Regions from separate parts of the Mus musculus genome. Here region 1 is linked to region 2. The links are chromatin contacts, called in public HiChIP or PLAC-seq maps. All regions are on one chromosome and are shown on one strand. Each heading gives the region's core, a stretch centred on a gene start, on an enhancer-like site or on the middle of the called end of the contact. The rest is flanking DNA. Distances are from core to core; before and after follow the strand shown. Region 1 holds the start of Abl2 (v-abl Abelson murine leukemia viral oncogene 2 (arg, Abelson-related gene)). Region 2 overlaps Tdrd5 (tudor domain containing 5).

Region 1 (7,506 bases), core at 1,109-3,608, 290 kb before region 2:
GAAATTCGCCTGCCTCTGCCTTCCAAGTGCTGGGATGTGCACTACCACGCCCGGTGGCCCTGAACTCTTAAGAGACCCTTCTGTCTCTGTCTCCCAAGTGCTGATATTAAAGTTGCGTACTATTATACTTGCCCCAAACTGAATTCATATGTGCAAGAATGCTGTTAACCAGTCCTGAGAACCTGGGTTCAGTTACCAGCACCCACAGAGCAGCTCACAACCATCAATCTACAGGAAGAGACCTAACGCCCTCCTCCTTGCCTATACGGCATCAGGTATGTATATGTACATGCAGCAAAACACACACACATGTAAAATTACATTTTGCTTTTACAAATTAAAAAAGGAAAAGGGAAACAAAATTTGTCTATTCCTAAGTCCAAATGCAGAACTCGGACACAACTCACCCAGCAGCTACAAGTCTTGGGATCATCTCTTTGCATGCTATCGTCACTTCCTTTGAAACGCCCTTTCCCGTGACTAGTCTACACTTCTTCTCCTTCCCTTTCCCCGAGCTATGTGCAGCGGGACAGTTTATCCTTCACTTCACTCCTGTACATATTATCAATGAAACCAGCTTGCTACCTCTGCTAGCCGGTCCTTCCTACAGATATTACATCTCCATCACCAGCCTCTCAGGTCTTAGGATGGCTTCTGATATTTTTCTCCTTCTCTATTCTGCCCTCCTCTAGAACAATGCTCTTAAAAATGGTCAACAACACACTATGGAAGAACAAAAGAATCCACTTGGCATCAAGGGGAAAAAATATTCATTCATTCTTCTTCTTCTTCTTCTTCTTCTTCTTCTTCTTCTTCGATACTGGGGCTTGAACTCAGGCCTCACATAAGCTGTGTACACTGTCACTAATTTACAAGGCTCTATACTTAATTTTCCTCATGGCACCCTTTCTTATACTCTATTTCTGACCGTTGATTACATTATTTGTTAATTACTATAACCTTGTCTATATTAATAAAGACACACAAATTAAGAGTATGTGCTCAAAATTTGTATTTACTAGAGTTCAGGCACTTGCCCCCAAGCCTGATAAAGAGTTTAATACCTGGGAGAAATGACTCCCCAAGTTGTCTCCTGACCTCTGCATACATGGGTGTGTGCGCACATACACATACACACAAAATAAATATAATTTTAAATAGTTTAGAAACAGCCCTTCTGAAGAATATGACACCGAGTAAGTCCCAGACTATGCGGAGCACATATGTATACACCAATGCAGCTCAAAGAAAAACTCATGTTCAGACCACATGGAAGGAAGCCCTAACCATGCCCACCCATCGACAGCCCCGCCAGCCATCTCAGAATCCTGTGTCCTACTCGGATAGGCAGAACAGGGTGGTTTGGCAAAGCCTTTCATTTCTAGTTTGGAGAAAATACTCTGTTGAAAGTAAAAAGATACGGAAAAGGGTTTCACAGTTCACCATTCTGACACTGCTCACCGCCTGGTTCATAAAGCACATACCGAATATGCCACCACAATCTCTTAAAGATTCAGTACCTATTTCCCAATTCCTCAGGGCACGACTCGTTCCCGTCGTTCACAACCGGTTTATCCTCCCACCTCCTGAACCTGAGCTCATACCTGCCTTCATCCTTCCCTCCCTGGGGATACCATCCACAGTTCCACAGTCGCCCCGTCCTGTCCCAGGATAGCAGGACAGTCAAGCCTGGGTCCCTAAGACCCCGGTTCGTGCTCGCCGCCGCCGCCGCCCCCAGACGCTGCCAGCCAGGCGGGGGGAGGGGTGTGCCTCGCCTCCCGTGACTGGCCCAGATGGCAGCCGATTCCGCCCCCACTCGCGGGCACCCCTCCAGCCCTCGCCCCCCGAAGGCTGCCCATCCGCCTCGCACCTCGCCCCGACCCCACCCCACCCCTCCCCGGCCTCCCTCATGCCCTCCACCGGCTCCGGACACACTCACCGTGCTGGGTGAAGACGTTGAAGCCGGCGTCTGCGGTACGCCCCGCCGGGTCCCGCCTGCGGCCCGAGGGCCTGGCTGCGCTGCTGCCCCGGATCCCGCGCGGCTGCGGCTGCTGGAGCCCCGGAGCCTCCCCGACGCGGCCCACCTGCTGCCCCATCCCGCCGCTCGCGTACTCCCGCGCCCCCGCCGACCCTTGCTCACATTCCTCCTCTGCTCCGGCCTCCGGAGCTCCTGGCGCCGCTCCGGTCTCTCCGGCCCAAGCCCAGGCCCTCTGGGCCGGAGTTGCCGGCGGCTCCCACGCGGACTCCTCGGAGCCGCTGCCGCGCTGCCTCCCAGCGACTCACAGACTCTCCTTCTCCCTCCCCCTCCGGCGGCTCCTCGCCCCAGCCGCCGCCGCCATCTTTAAACCACCGAGCACAGGGCGAGCGTGGGACAGAGCGTCTCCCGCCCCCCTCTCGCCCAAGCACCTCCGCTACTCGGTGGGCGGAGCTCGGCGGAGCCCCGCCCCGCGCCGCGCCCCGCTGGGTGGAAGCCGGGGCCCACAGGGTCAGCGAAGCTTTCGAGGGCCCTCGAGTGCTTTTACTGCTACCTTCACCCACGTTCGGCTCCACACACTGCCCCACTTGGAGGACTGTGGGCGCCCGGCCTTTCCCGTCCCACCTCCACCTGTCAAATCAGAAGAGGCTGAGAAGCCACCACGTGCGCCGCGCAGCTCAGCACCAAACAGCTGAGGCTCCTGATCCCTGGGCTTCGCTGCCATTCAATTGAGGAGCCCTTCACACACACTTAGCATTGGGCCCAGAATGAAGTTTGGAATGGTACAGAATTCACGGGGAGATGGTCAAGTGCGGGGTTAACTTAATTCGGTGAATTATTTCTTGATGTGCACTTTGCCGTCTTATTGGCAAAGCGGTTAGAACTCAATTCTTCATACTACCGTGGATTTCTCTTGAACTCTTCCACCATCGACCTACCCGCATGTGTTTCTGTTTACTTTAAAACGCCTGGTGGGGCGCTGGTGAGATGGCTCAGTGATTAAGAGCGCCGACTGCTCTTCCTAAAGGTCCCGAGTTCAAATCCCAGCAACCACATGGTGGCTCACAACCATCTGTAACAAAATCTGATGCCTTCTTCTGGAGTGTCTGAAGTCAGCTACAGTGTACTAACATATAATAAATAAATGAATCTTTAAAATAAATAAATAAATAAAATGCCTGACAGTAAAGCGACTCTTCTCACAGACATGCTTTCCTCTCAGTGCAGGTTGGGCCCTCCTTTTTGGCAAGGAAAAGATAAATCACTTTGACCTTGTTTCTGAGTCAAAACTTACTCATCTTCACCGTCTGGGGTCTAAATAGAGAAATGGACAGAAGAGAAGCTATTTTTATAGATGTACACCCTATGTGCCATGAGGACTGGAGCCATTGCTTAAACCAAGGAAAACCACCCTGGGGAAGAAAAGAATTAGCAAAATAGATATAATTCCCCATACATGTCTTTTGTAGAATGGTGTAAGATCACAAGTGCATGTGGGTGAGACTCAAACTCAGGACCTTGAGTTCCAGGTGAGTGCTCTACCACTTGCTACTACCGCCCCCCACTCCAGCTGATTTTGATATTCACTATTAAAGAGCCTTAGGAGCTGGGGAAAGATGGGTTAATGACAAAGAAGACTTGCACTGCAAGCCTGACCACCTGAACTTGCTGCCTAGGACCCACACAAGCAGCTACTGGTCATAGAGAAAAGCCAGATGCACCAGCCCAAGCTCTGTGATCCCAGCTGGTCCACAAGAAGGGGGGAGGCAGAGATAAGGGGGTCTCCAGAAACCTGGCTTACATGTGCAGTGGCTAAGGGACCCTGTCTTAAAAGAAGCAAGAACTGACAGTAAAAGTTGTCCTGTGACCGGCACGCACACACATGTGCCCACACTAAGAACACTCTAAGTTATTTCATCGCCACCCAGGGTACAGCCAGAGACAACGGAATTTAGTTCCCATTGAAAAGAAGCACTACACTTTAGCACTGGATGGAATATGAATTTTCATTTATATCAAAGTCTATCTGTATTTAAAATACCCTTTTTTCCCCTGAGTGTCATGTTGTACCACTATTATAATAGATCCAGAGACAGTTGGATCACAAATTCAAGGCTAGACTAAAGTGCATCGTAAGAGCCTGTCTGAGAACAAAAGTGGCCACACACCTCGATGTTATGCTATGGGCTTGTACTCGCACTGCTAAGAAAGCTGAAACAGGGAGACACTTGACTTGAGGCCGAGAATCTGAGTGAGACCAACCTGTGTGGCATAGCAAGACGCTGCCCCAAATACTATTTATTTTCTTTTCATTCACAAAGTGGTTACAGTTACTGAAGAGATTAATTCACAAAACACAAAGATGATCATAGAAGTAGGATTTGTTTTTATTGTTTGTTCTTTTTTATTTACCCGTGGAATTTCAACTTGGTGACAACAGTTTGGTTTCTCTGCTAATTCGTGAATGATGGACAGTAATTGCTGTGTAGAACAGTGCTGTGGTTAAGGGCAGGGACTCTGAAATTAGAAGGCTTAAACTCAAAACTTAGCTCTAGCAGAACAGGGATAGTTATATGCCTGCAACCCCAGAAGCTCTGAAGGCTGGAACCAGAAATCAAGCCATCCCAGGATAGATAGCAAAACCTTTTATAAAAACAAGCATGAAAGTAAAAAGAAAAAAAAAAAGAAAAGAAAAGAGGGAAGGAGAGAGGGCAGGAGGAAAAGCATATTTGTTGTAAAAGAAAAAAACCGTCTGTGGTGGCACAAACATCCAGGCAGATGCAAAGCCTCATGTAAATATATACTATTATTCACACACACACTCAAAATATAAGGCAGAGGAGGAAGATTCAGAAGTTCGAGGCCAACCTTGTCTCAAATAAACAAAAAACAGTAAAGCAAAAGCAACAGAGCAGTGCTTGTAGAGTCCGTTTACATAGATTCTCCAACGACAGTGGATTCTCTAGTTCTGTCTTCTCCTTGTTTACAGAGATTCCCCAATGACAGTGGATCCTCTAGTTCTGTCTTCTCCTTTCTGGTTATGTTTTAATACAGTTTTTTATTACCGAGAATGTCCTATGTATACACATGTATTTTGATCATATCCTCCCACTTCTCAGCCCTTCCTCTGCCCTTGTCCCTGAGTGTGGACAACCAACCTACCAATGGGCACATCCCCAAAGAGAACCACTCTCCCACCCCAGCAGCCACCAACTATTAATAACCTCTCAGCTAGAAGTGGGGCCTCATGAGCGCCTCCTCAATTCATGCTGGAATTTTGGCTTGCTTGATTTGTGTGTGTGTGTATGATTTATTTATTCACTTTACATCCCAATTGCTCCCCTCCTCTACTCCCAGTCCCACCCTTAAAAGTCCCTCTCTCCATTACTCCCTCCCCTTCTCTGAGGAGAAGGGGAAGCCCTCACTCGGGTACCACCCCACCCTGGGACATCTTCTCCCACTAAGGCCCAACCAAGCAGTCCAGTTAGGGAAAGGGGAAGCAACGGCAGGCAACAGAGTCAGAGACAGCCTCTGCTCAAATTGTTAGGGGCCCCACACGAAGCCCAAGCTGCACATCTGCTACAAATGTGTAGGAGGCCTAGGTCCAGCTCCACATCTACTCCACATCTGCTACAAATGTGTAGGAGGCCTAGGTCCAGCTCCTGCATGTCCTTTGCTTGGTGGCTCAGTCTCTGTGAGTGAGCCCCCTGAGGCCCAGGTTACTTGACTCTGTAGGAATCCTTGTGGTGTTCTTGACCCCTCCTGTTCACTCAATTCTATCTCCCACTCTTCCACAAGACTCCCCAAGCTCTGCCTGATGTTTGACTGTGGGGTCTCTGCATCTGTTTCCATCAGCTGCTGGATGAAACCTCTCAGGAGACAGTTATGCCAGGCTCCTCTCTGCAAGCATAGCAGAATATCATTAATAATAGTGTCAGGGTTGGCTCTCTCCCATAGGACGCATCTCAAGTTGGGACTGGCTTGATCTTATGCAGAACTTTTGGAGATACATAAAGCTCCTATGAGTTCCTCAGGCCAATGATCATGTCACATCAGATATGACCAAAGTTAAAAGCAGCCCGAATATGGGTAGAAATATAAATATGTAGAAGGTGATTTGACACATTTAGCAAAGCAATAGTAAGTTCCCACTAGGGCCTGTGAGCTTCTCAACCAAGGGTTTGTGACAAGATCAACTGTGCCAGGCATGACTTCTCTCCCATGGAACAAGCCTCAGATCTAGTTTTTAAAAGATCACATGGATAACCCTTAACAATTATGCCGCTTTTGCACCGGTGAGCATATCTTGCCTGGCAAGTGAGTGCTGGACCTTTCACGGTTGGTGTCTTACGCAGCGCTGGACCATCGATGTCTTACCCAATGGCCTACATAGCACCTTTAAGTACTATGAAAGCTAACCTACAGGGAGGAAATTTTACCAACCAATTCCAGATTGAATTCTGTATGTCCTACAACCACAGTACACAGTGTCTTCAGCAATAGAATTATACTGTCCAGTTCTGGTAGGTAATTAAGAACCATAGCAGGGCTCGGTGAGATGAGCCGTGACATAAAGGCAGTTGCCACCAAGCTTAATAATCTCAGTTTGATCCATGGGACTCACATAGGAAGAGAGACAATGCCCTCAAATTGTCCTCTGGCCTCTACATGTGCCCATGACGTGTTCACACACACACACACACACACACACGCGCACACACACAGAGTAAATAAACAAATAAATACTTTAAAAATTCCGACTCGGGCGGTGGTGGTGCACACCTTTAATCCCAGTACTCGGGAGGCAGAGACAGGAGGATCTCTGAGTTCGAGGCCAGCCTGGTCTACAAAGTGAGTTCCAGGACAGCCAGGACTATACAGAGAAACCCTGTCTCAAAAAAAAACAAAACAAAACAAAACAAACAAATAAATAAATAAATAAATAAATTTTTTTTTTTTAAATTCTGGCTCAAGAAAGCTAGTTAAGAAAAACATAGCAGTAGCCCTTGCCCAGCGTCTGGGGACTTTCAAGGGGGCCTCAAGACCACTAACTTGTAAGGAAGTGTGTCAATGCCTGGTACTGAGATTTTTCATGTCTTACTGGAGAAGGATTGTCCACCCATGTAGGGTACCGTGTTCAAACTCTTACTTTTTTTTTTCTTTTTCCTTTTATGTACATCTTGGGACATGCTTTCACTATGTAGTCTTGACTGTCCTGGGATTTGCTATATAGATCAGACTGGACCCAAACAGAGTCTGGCCTCAGCCTCCTAAGTGCTGGGATGAAAAGCATGCACCCCACACCCAGCTTTACTATATTTGCTAATTGGCTTACAAAGCAGTGGGTTTCTATAAGGGTTTTTCATACATCCTTAGTTTTTTTTTAACCCACCTCCTCTTCCTCTTCTCCCCCAACTCTCTTGCTCTGTCTCTTGCTTTGTCTTTTAATTTCCAGGAGTCCCTTCCCACTTCTTTCATATCCTTTGTTCTACTACACCCTCCCCCATCCAGACCACTTCCTCTCTCCTCTC
Region 2 (6,938 bases), core at 635-3,134:
TACTCTGATTGTCCCTTTCAGGACTAGCACATAAGAGAGCTTTAAGAGTGGCCTTTTAATGCAGCCTCATACCTCTGAGTGCTTCACATATATCCAAGTTGTTGATAGTTGAAAGCTTTTGTGTTTTGAGTGGTATTTGATTGTACTAGCTTTACTACAGTTTGCCATCCCCAACCAAGGTTTATTTGAATTGTTTCCAGTTTCAAGTAATTAGGAATAGAGTTACTATAAGTGTTCATACACAAGTTTTTGTTGGTTTGTTGGGGTTTTGTTTGTTTGTTTTGTTTTGTTTGTTTTGGTGTGTGTGCACGTGAGTGTGTACCTAAGTTTCATTTATACAGAGAAAATGTCCAGAGGTAGGACTGGTAGGTTATGTGGCAGTGTTAGGCAAACTGCTCTCCAGAGGAGCTTACGATTTCGCGTCCCACCAGCAGAGTATGTGTTCCAAGTGTTGTATGTCCTTTCCAGTACTTGCTAGTAACAGCTGGGGGTTTTTGTTTTGAGCTCCTCTGAGAAGCATATAGTAACATCTCAGAATGCTTCGAACATGTTTCCCTAATGACTAATGTGGGACGGGGTCAGCAGAGCTCTTTCTTACCACCGTGTTCCCTGCGTACAGATTTTACTGCGGCCCGGTTGGTTTTGCTACTGTTTTGATCCAATCCTTTCTTAGTATTCTCCTATTTCTTATTTGGAATAGAGGGTTTACCCCTGTGCTATTATAAAGTGTATATATATCTTTTTGTTTGGTTGGTTTTTGCTTTTTGAGACAGGATCTTACTATATACCTCCAGCTGCCCTGGGACTCACAGAGATGCACCTGTCTCTGGATCCTTAACTTCATTTTTTTTTTTTTTTGCAGGGTTCAAAGCCGAGAGTTTTTGAGATATGGGTGCTGTAGCCCCTAGGTGGCTTTCATAGTGAGTCCCCATGTCTGCTGGCATACCGTGTGACACAAAATAGAGAATCCTAGCAAACTAGTGGAACCTTAGAATGAGCCCGGAACAGGGCAGTGGCTGCCCCCCATCCTGCCCCCCATCTTTACAGAAGTCCCCTCAAGTGCTGGCAGCCTGGCACCTCCCCATAGTGACAGTGGGGGAGTTGGCTACTCCAGAGCTTCTGTCAGTTCCCATTGGTTCAAAGGCTGTATGATACACGCTCGCTGCTGTGCAGTAGGTAGATCAGCACCTCACTGCTGGCCTCCGGAGTCTGTTCTAGGGTTGGTGACTCTGCCTCTTACCCCCTCCTGGATCCTGGTTCCCACAGGAGGTTTTTGGTTTGTATTTTTGAGCAGCTGGAGAACAGTTAAGGCTTTGCAGACTCTTGAAGGCAGACTGGATGTGGTTTTGCATGATATAGACAGGAGATTGGGATCTAAAATGCCCCTCAACAGCCACGTGCCAAAAACAGTTTGGTTGCTCACACGTGGTATTATTGTAAGTTAGTAGAAGCCTCATGAGGTAGGCTGTCTTTGTTTATTTGTTTGTTTGTTTATTATATGTAATACACGGTAGCTATCTTCAGACACACCAGAAGAGGGCATCAGATCTCATTACAGATGGTTGTGAGCCACCATGTGGTTGCTGGGAATTGAACTCAGGACCTCTGGAAGAGCAGTCAGTGCTCTTAACCTCTGAGCCATCTCTCCAGTCCTTCCCACTAAACTTCATTCCACTGGGAGTGAACAGTCCCCTCCCTTACATGCTTCACTGGCGTGATAACCTGTCCCCCTCAGGGCCACATCTGTAGCAGCAATTGACCTTCGACTAAAACTCTGAAACCATGAGTCAAGAGGAAGTTTTCTTCCTTTTGAATTCTCTTAGAAATTTGGTCTGAGTAATGGGAAGCTGACTAACACAAACCCTTCTTTCTTCCTCTTTATTCCACATGTTGAACTTTCCAAAAGTCGCTCTAGCGGATGAGAGAGAGCGGTTGTCTGAGTCCTGGGCGCAGGGCAGGCAGGCTGGAGATGCCGTTGTTTCTACGCCAACTTTGATCTCATGCTCCTGTTCCCATCCACCTCTGCTCTCTTAGCATAAGAGCTTTGTTTCTGCTTTTGCTCTTTGAAAGCTCCTGCGCTTACGTGTTATGTATATGTGGTGGCCTCTCAGCTCTCCCCACTGTACACTCGGGCCTGGGATCGGTTAGGACCCCTTAGTCAGTTATGGAGGCTTTTCTACACCCAGGGAGTAGATGGCCTTGCCTCCTCTCCCAGTCTCTCTCATAGGCATTGCCCTTAAATGTCTTTGCCTTTATTTCTTTGGCAAATCGGGGAACAAAATGTAATAAATTGTGTATTAAACTTGTATCCACTCAGAGCCAGGAAAAAAATTGTGCATTTAAGTTTTAAAAATGTGTTTATGTTTGGAAATAAAAACAACAGTACTTGTTTGTCCTGTGGTCTGTTTCAGGATGAGGTCCCTACTGGAATGCCATGCCTGGAGTCAGTGACCATAGGTGACGATGTTTGGGATGAGAACTGGCTCCCTCTACAGGCCAAAATGGGGAAGGCAGGGAGTCCTGCCTCCCAGCTGTTTACTTCAAACCTTGTTGGGAAGAAACAATATCAGACAGGTGGAGAAATGGCACAAAAGGTTAGAGTCTTATGATAACAAGCAGCAGATCAACTGCTGACAAAGGAAATTTAAACCCGGTAGACCAGGCTTCTAGAAAGTTGTAAATGCTGGAATTGAGAAGGAATTGTCAGGCCATAGTTGAAAATGATCTGTGGTTGGTTTTTAAGTGGGTAAGCACTAAGGTGCTCAGGAACTGTCTCGCTAGGCGATGGTGTGTGTCCATTCACGAGGCCCAAGGATTGAAGGTGTTTACTGCAGACTTTAGGAAAGATGTCACTGATGGAAATCAGCATCCCTCTTGCTGCTTAGAACACACTGTGTCCTTGTCCTGTTGGAAGTCCACACCCCCTCTTGTTGTTTACAGCACACTGCTCCCTCGCTGTCACCTTACCTTGCTTTGTGATCTTGTGGCACTGCGTTGTGATTTACTGTTGCACGCTTTTCTTTATAGGACTGGTGTTTTTCTACATCTAAAGATATATGGGATGATTCCTGGCAGCCCTTAGGCCTTGCGAATGATGTGAAAGGAGGAATTCACACACCAGAAGGGCCCATTGCTCAAGAAAAAAATACCAGCACAACCCGAATTCAACAGGTAGAGCCCAGTTGGAATTATTATAACCAGTTCATGATTTATCACTTTGATTCTTAGAAATTGTGGTTAATGTATGCCCTTCTGCATCTGTTAATCAAGGCAGCCACCCACAGACATACCCATAGGCCCACCTGATCTCAGCAGTCCTTCAGTCAAGGCAGTCTGGTCTTAGCTCACTTTCATTCTTGCTCCAGTCCTCTCTGGCTTTCACTCCTAAGACCTTCGACTGAGGTGAGAGCCTGTTGCGTTTGCTTCCCACCTTGGTAAGCAAGGCTCAGACTCCACTGCCTGCCTTTCAGCCTGCCCACTGCTGTTCTCTGTAGGTTTTCTAGATGCTCACTTGATGAATTGGCAGCCTTGGACGTGCCAGATGTTGGACTGTTCTCTAGTCTCTTCCTCTGGGTGTGTCTGTCAGGGCCCGGATGTATTGTCAGTGTCTGATCTCCCCTTTAGCCCATAAGTTTGCAGTTATGATCTCAACTCCATTCCTGACTGGAGACTGCAAAAATGCTGAGGTATGACTATGGAACCCACTTCATTTTATGAAAATTTTCCTGACTACTTGTTCCCCTGAACCTTCAAATACTGTAAAATCTAATTTGTCCACTGCTTACAATGGAGCAAAGTTGAAGAGTACCATGGCTAGAACTGGAAGTCTTACTAACATTTTTATAGCTTGAATCTTCACATCAAGGAACCAGGATTTGTAAACCATCTATATCTGAGTCTCCTTGGGCTTTTAGTAACCATATTCTGGGCCTTTTCAATCAATGATAGTTGATTTCCCTCTTGCTACTCCGTGAGGAGTTGTGAATTCCATGGTAGTTAGGCGTGAGATATCGAAGCCTCGATCTTGGGACTTATCTCTGTGAGCTCTTTTACCAGTAAAAAAGATAACACTGCCCACAGTGCCTAAGCACATACTGTTTACTGGCACTGCTGTAAGCCTTTATCTACATCCCTGTCCATCTGTTTAATCCTTCTTATGAAGTACTGTTACCACCATTTCAAATGAAGAAACGAGACATGGATTAGGTTGCCAAAGGTTTATACCAAGCATTTGTCTTAGTCACGGTTCCGTTGCTCTGAGTCAGTTCGTGTAAGAGAAAGCATGTGACTGGGGCCTGGCTTACAGTTGCAGAGTGTTAGTACTTCTCTTCATGGCAGGGAGCATGGCGGCACACAGGTAGGCATGGTGCTGGAGAAGCAGCAGAGAGGGCTGCAGGCAGCCAGAGACACAAGTGACACATGTCTTTCTACAAGGCCACGCTTAGTTCTCCAGGACAGCTCATCACCTGGGGATCAAGCCTGCCCTGTAGATGAGCCCCTGGGGCCTTTCTTACTCCAGCCCCCACAGCAGTTAGAGCGTCCCATAAGGGTGTGTTTGGCAGATTAGTAAGCACACACTGGGTTATAAAAGTCGCAGCAATGTAGTAGTGATGGCAATATTATTAATAAACCCAGAGGCTAGGAACTATGTATACTGGGAAAAGTCTTCACTTTCATTTGTTTTTAAGAAATTGTATCAATTTGAAAATAGGCCTGAATATGCGGCAGCTCTGAAGTGTTTCTGAGTGGGTGATAATTAGGATTATAGTCAGACTTTATAGTCAGACCTGTAATTCAGAGTTCCCGTAGAGGTCATTTACAGACGCAAACAGAATAGCATGACTGTTCTTTCTAACATGGGAGGATAGTTATTAAAATAAATAATAGGAGTTAGGAGAATAGAGAGTCTCTTCAACAGATCTTTGAAAACATTGCCTACTGTGTGGACAAGGTGGATGAGGGAAAATTAGATGCAGGAGTTTGATCAGCACTAACTGTTTGCAGAAGGAACAGTGCTCTGTTGCTGTGGATTGCATGTGGTTTCCTTTCAAAGCATCATGTGTCGGGTGTGGTGTCTGGCACAGCAGCACTAGAATGCTGGGGACTAGGATGTATGATGTAATTAGGTCATGAGGTCACTACTAGCAAATTGTATATATAACATATATATGCGATTTGTTCAACTTTACGCATCTTACTGCTTTAGTAGCCTGTCTTCTAGCTTGATTAACAGAGATCTTATACTTACAGCTACTGAAGGAAAAGCACCCTAATAGAGGGAGAGACCACAGCATATATGACGTTGATTCAGAGTGTTAGAAAACAGTAAGCTTAGGGTGGCGCCAAAAGTTCAGTCCAGAGCTCCGCAGTCCTGCTCCACCTGTGCCTACCAGGCTCCTTGCATCCCATTCTGGGACTTGTGCATTGCAGATTCCAGAAAGATTCAAACTATTGACAAGAAAATACCCAGGCTTTCTTTCATCCGTGGTACTGAGAAAGAAGGGCTCCTTCCTTTCCTGTGCTTAGCTGCTAATTTTGGTGCACACTGTCTTACCCAGCTACTTTTTGAATCCTGGTCTTCCTTTCTTCCTAATATGTGGCACAATCTCTAGGCCATCTGTCTGTAGAGATCTGTCCTGCCCTTTTACTCTTTGCTGAAGTGTCTGTGTCTCTTAGACAGATAATCTGATAAATATGTAATAACTCTGTGTTTAACATTTTGAGAAACTGCCAGGCTGTTTTCCACAGCGGCTGAATCTGTTTGCATTTTTGCCAGCAATTTGAGTGCTTCAATGTTGGTGTTACTTAACACTGGATGATAAGGGTCCTGCATTGTCCTGCTGTGTGTGTATTTAACACTGGTCAATGGCGGGAAGAAGGGTAGCCCTCAGTACCATACTTGTTCATAGAAATAGCAATAAAGACCTCTTAGGTTGAATTTTGATACTCATTAAAACATAGAAGAGTGCTTTTTCTAGAGTTTTACTTTTTAACTGAAATCTAAGTAAGGAAGCATAAAAGGTGTCACTTTCCATGCCTTCACCCAATTTCTCCCATTTTGCAGCAGCCAGATTTACAGTATCCTTTGGATTCTTCCACACTGCCCAAACTGGAAGAGTTCTACATCTCTCTGATCAAGTCTCAGCAGTCCGCAGAGAGGAGCCAGTCTGAACCTGCCAGCATTCAGACTCATGCCGGACGGGCAGCCTCAAAAGCACTCAGTTCAACCCCTGCAGTGGGTGACTCTCCAGAAAACCACTCTGGCTCTGGTATGTTTATGTGTCCTTATGCATGCTCAGTTGACAAGTCGGAAGTTTGTCATGTTGCTAAAACCTTCATTGCTTTGAGAACATACCTTGAAAGGTGGCTGGTGCTGCCATTCTCTCCAAGATCGTCTTGGTGTGAGCTCAGGTTTCTCTAATGTTGCCGCTTTCTTTCAGCTTTTGCAGGGGCTTTACATTTATATAAAGTTTCAAGTACATGGTTCTGTGAGTTTTGGCAAATGTCAGTGTTTCCATTAGCCAGACAAGTTTCCTGTGCCCCTTTGCAGTTAGTCCGGACATTAGCATGCTGGCCTCTGGCATGTCGCCGTGCCTGTTACATAGTAGGTAGTTTTCTTGTCTGGCACCTTCCTTTATCTTCATATTGTAGAGTTTTGTTTCTGTTGGCTATTTATTTGGAAGTGACTTTGCTAGGGCATATGTCCACTGCATGCGAAACTTTTTAAACTACCTGTTGGTCCTCCTTTTTAAAGACTCTGATCACACATGCACTGGGCCACTTTGTCCTGATATTGACTTGATAGTTGTTTATTCTCAGTGCTGCTCACTGTGGGTGGTGTCTGTCCTGTGTGTACTCTGATCTCAGATGCTCTGTTCTTTATCTCTAGTTTTGTTTGGAGTCTTTTGTTTTTCAGTTGTTTCTCTCTTCCTCTTGAC

What was found. HiChIP or PLAC-seq counts read pairs in DNA pulled down with a chosen protein or histone mark.
Region 1: a contact with region 2 is called in an H3K27ac HiChIP or PLAC-seq map of double positive thymocytes, with 5 times the contacts expected there. The contact joins the promoter of Abl2 here to the enhancer-like site in region 2. A contact is called at or near these places in 14 of 39 promoter capture datasets (the 3T3-L1 cell line, 3T3-L1-derived adipocytes, the HPC-7 cell line and 9 more), 2 of 15 datasets of contacts at CTCF or cohesin (pro-B cells and stem cell-derived epiblast-like cells), 48 of 484 Hi-C or Micro-C datasets (the AML12 cell line, the Ba/F3 cell line, the C2C12 cell line and 30 more), 17 of 115 datasets of contacts at active chromatin or transcription factors (T-cell acute lymphoblastic leukemia, craniofacial prominence, double positive thymocytes and 12 more) and 3 of 9 other capture datasets (adipose tissue, liver and pancreatic islet).

Annotation. Positions count from the first base shown.
Region 1 is chr1:156,553,639-156,561,144 of GRCm38.p6, reverse strand. It overlaps Abl2 (v-abl Abelson murine leukemia viral oncogene 2 (arg, Abelson-related gene)), which reads right to left and starts at 2,358. Exons shown (of 12, transcript NM_009595.3): 1 at 1,940-2,358. The coding sequence starts at 2,096.
Region 2 is chr1:156,259,062-156,265,999 of GRCm38.p6, reverse strand. Tdrd5 (tudor domain containing 5) reads left to right here. Exons shown (of 18, transcript NM_001134741.1): 15 at 2,412-2,594; 16 at 3,028-3,171; 17 at 6,065-6,269. Among named protein-coding and RNA genes, the nearest start is that of Tdrd5, 41 kb to the left of the region's middle. Within about 2 kb of position 1,884, at least 23 of the 459 cell types and tissues checked have an H3K27ac peak or open chromatin away from gene starts, as enhancers often do. A contact at or near this core is called in T-cell acute lymphoblastic leukemia, double positive thymocytes, granulosa cells and 2 more, where this site is marked.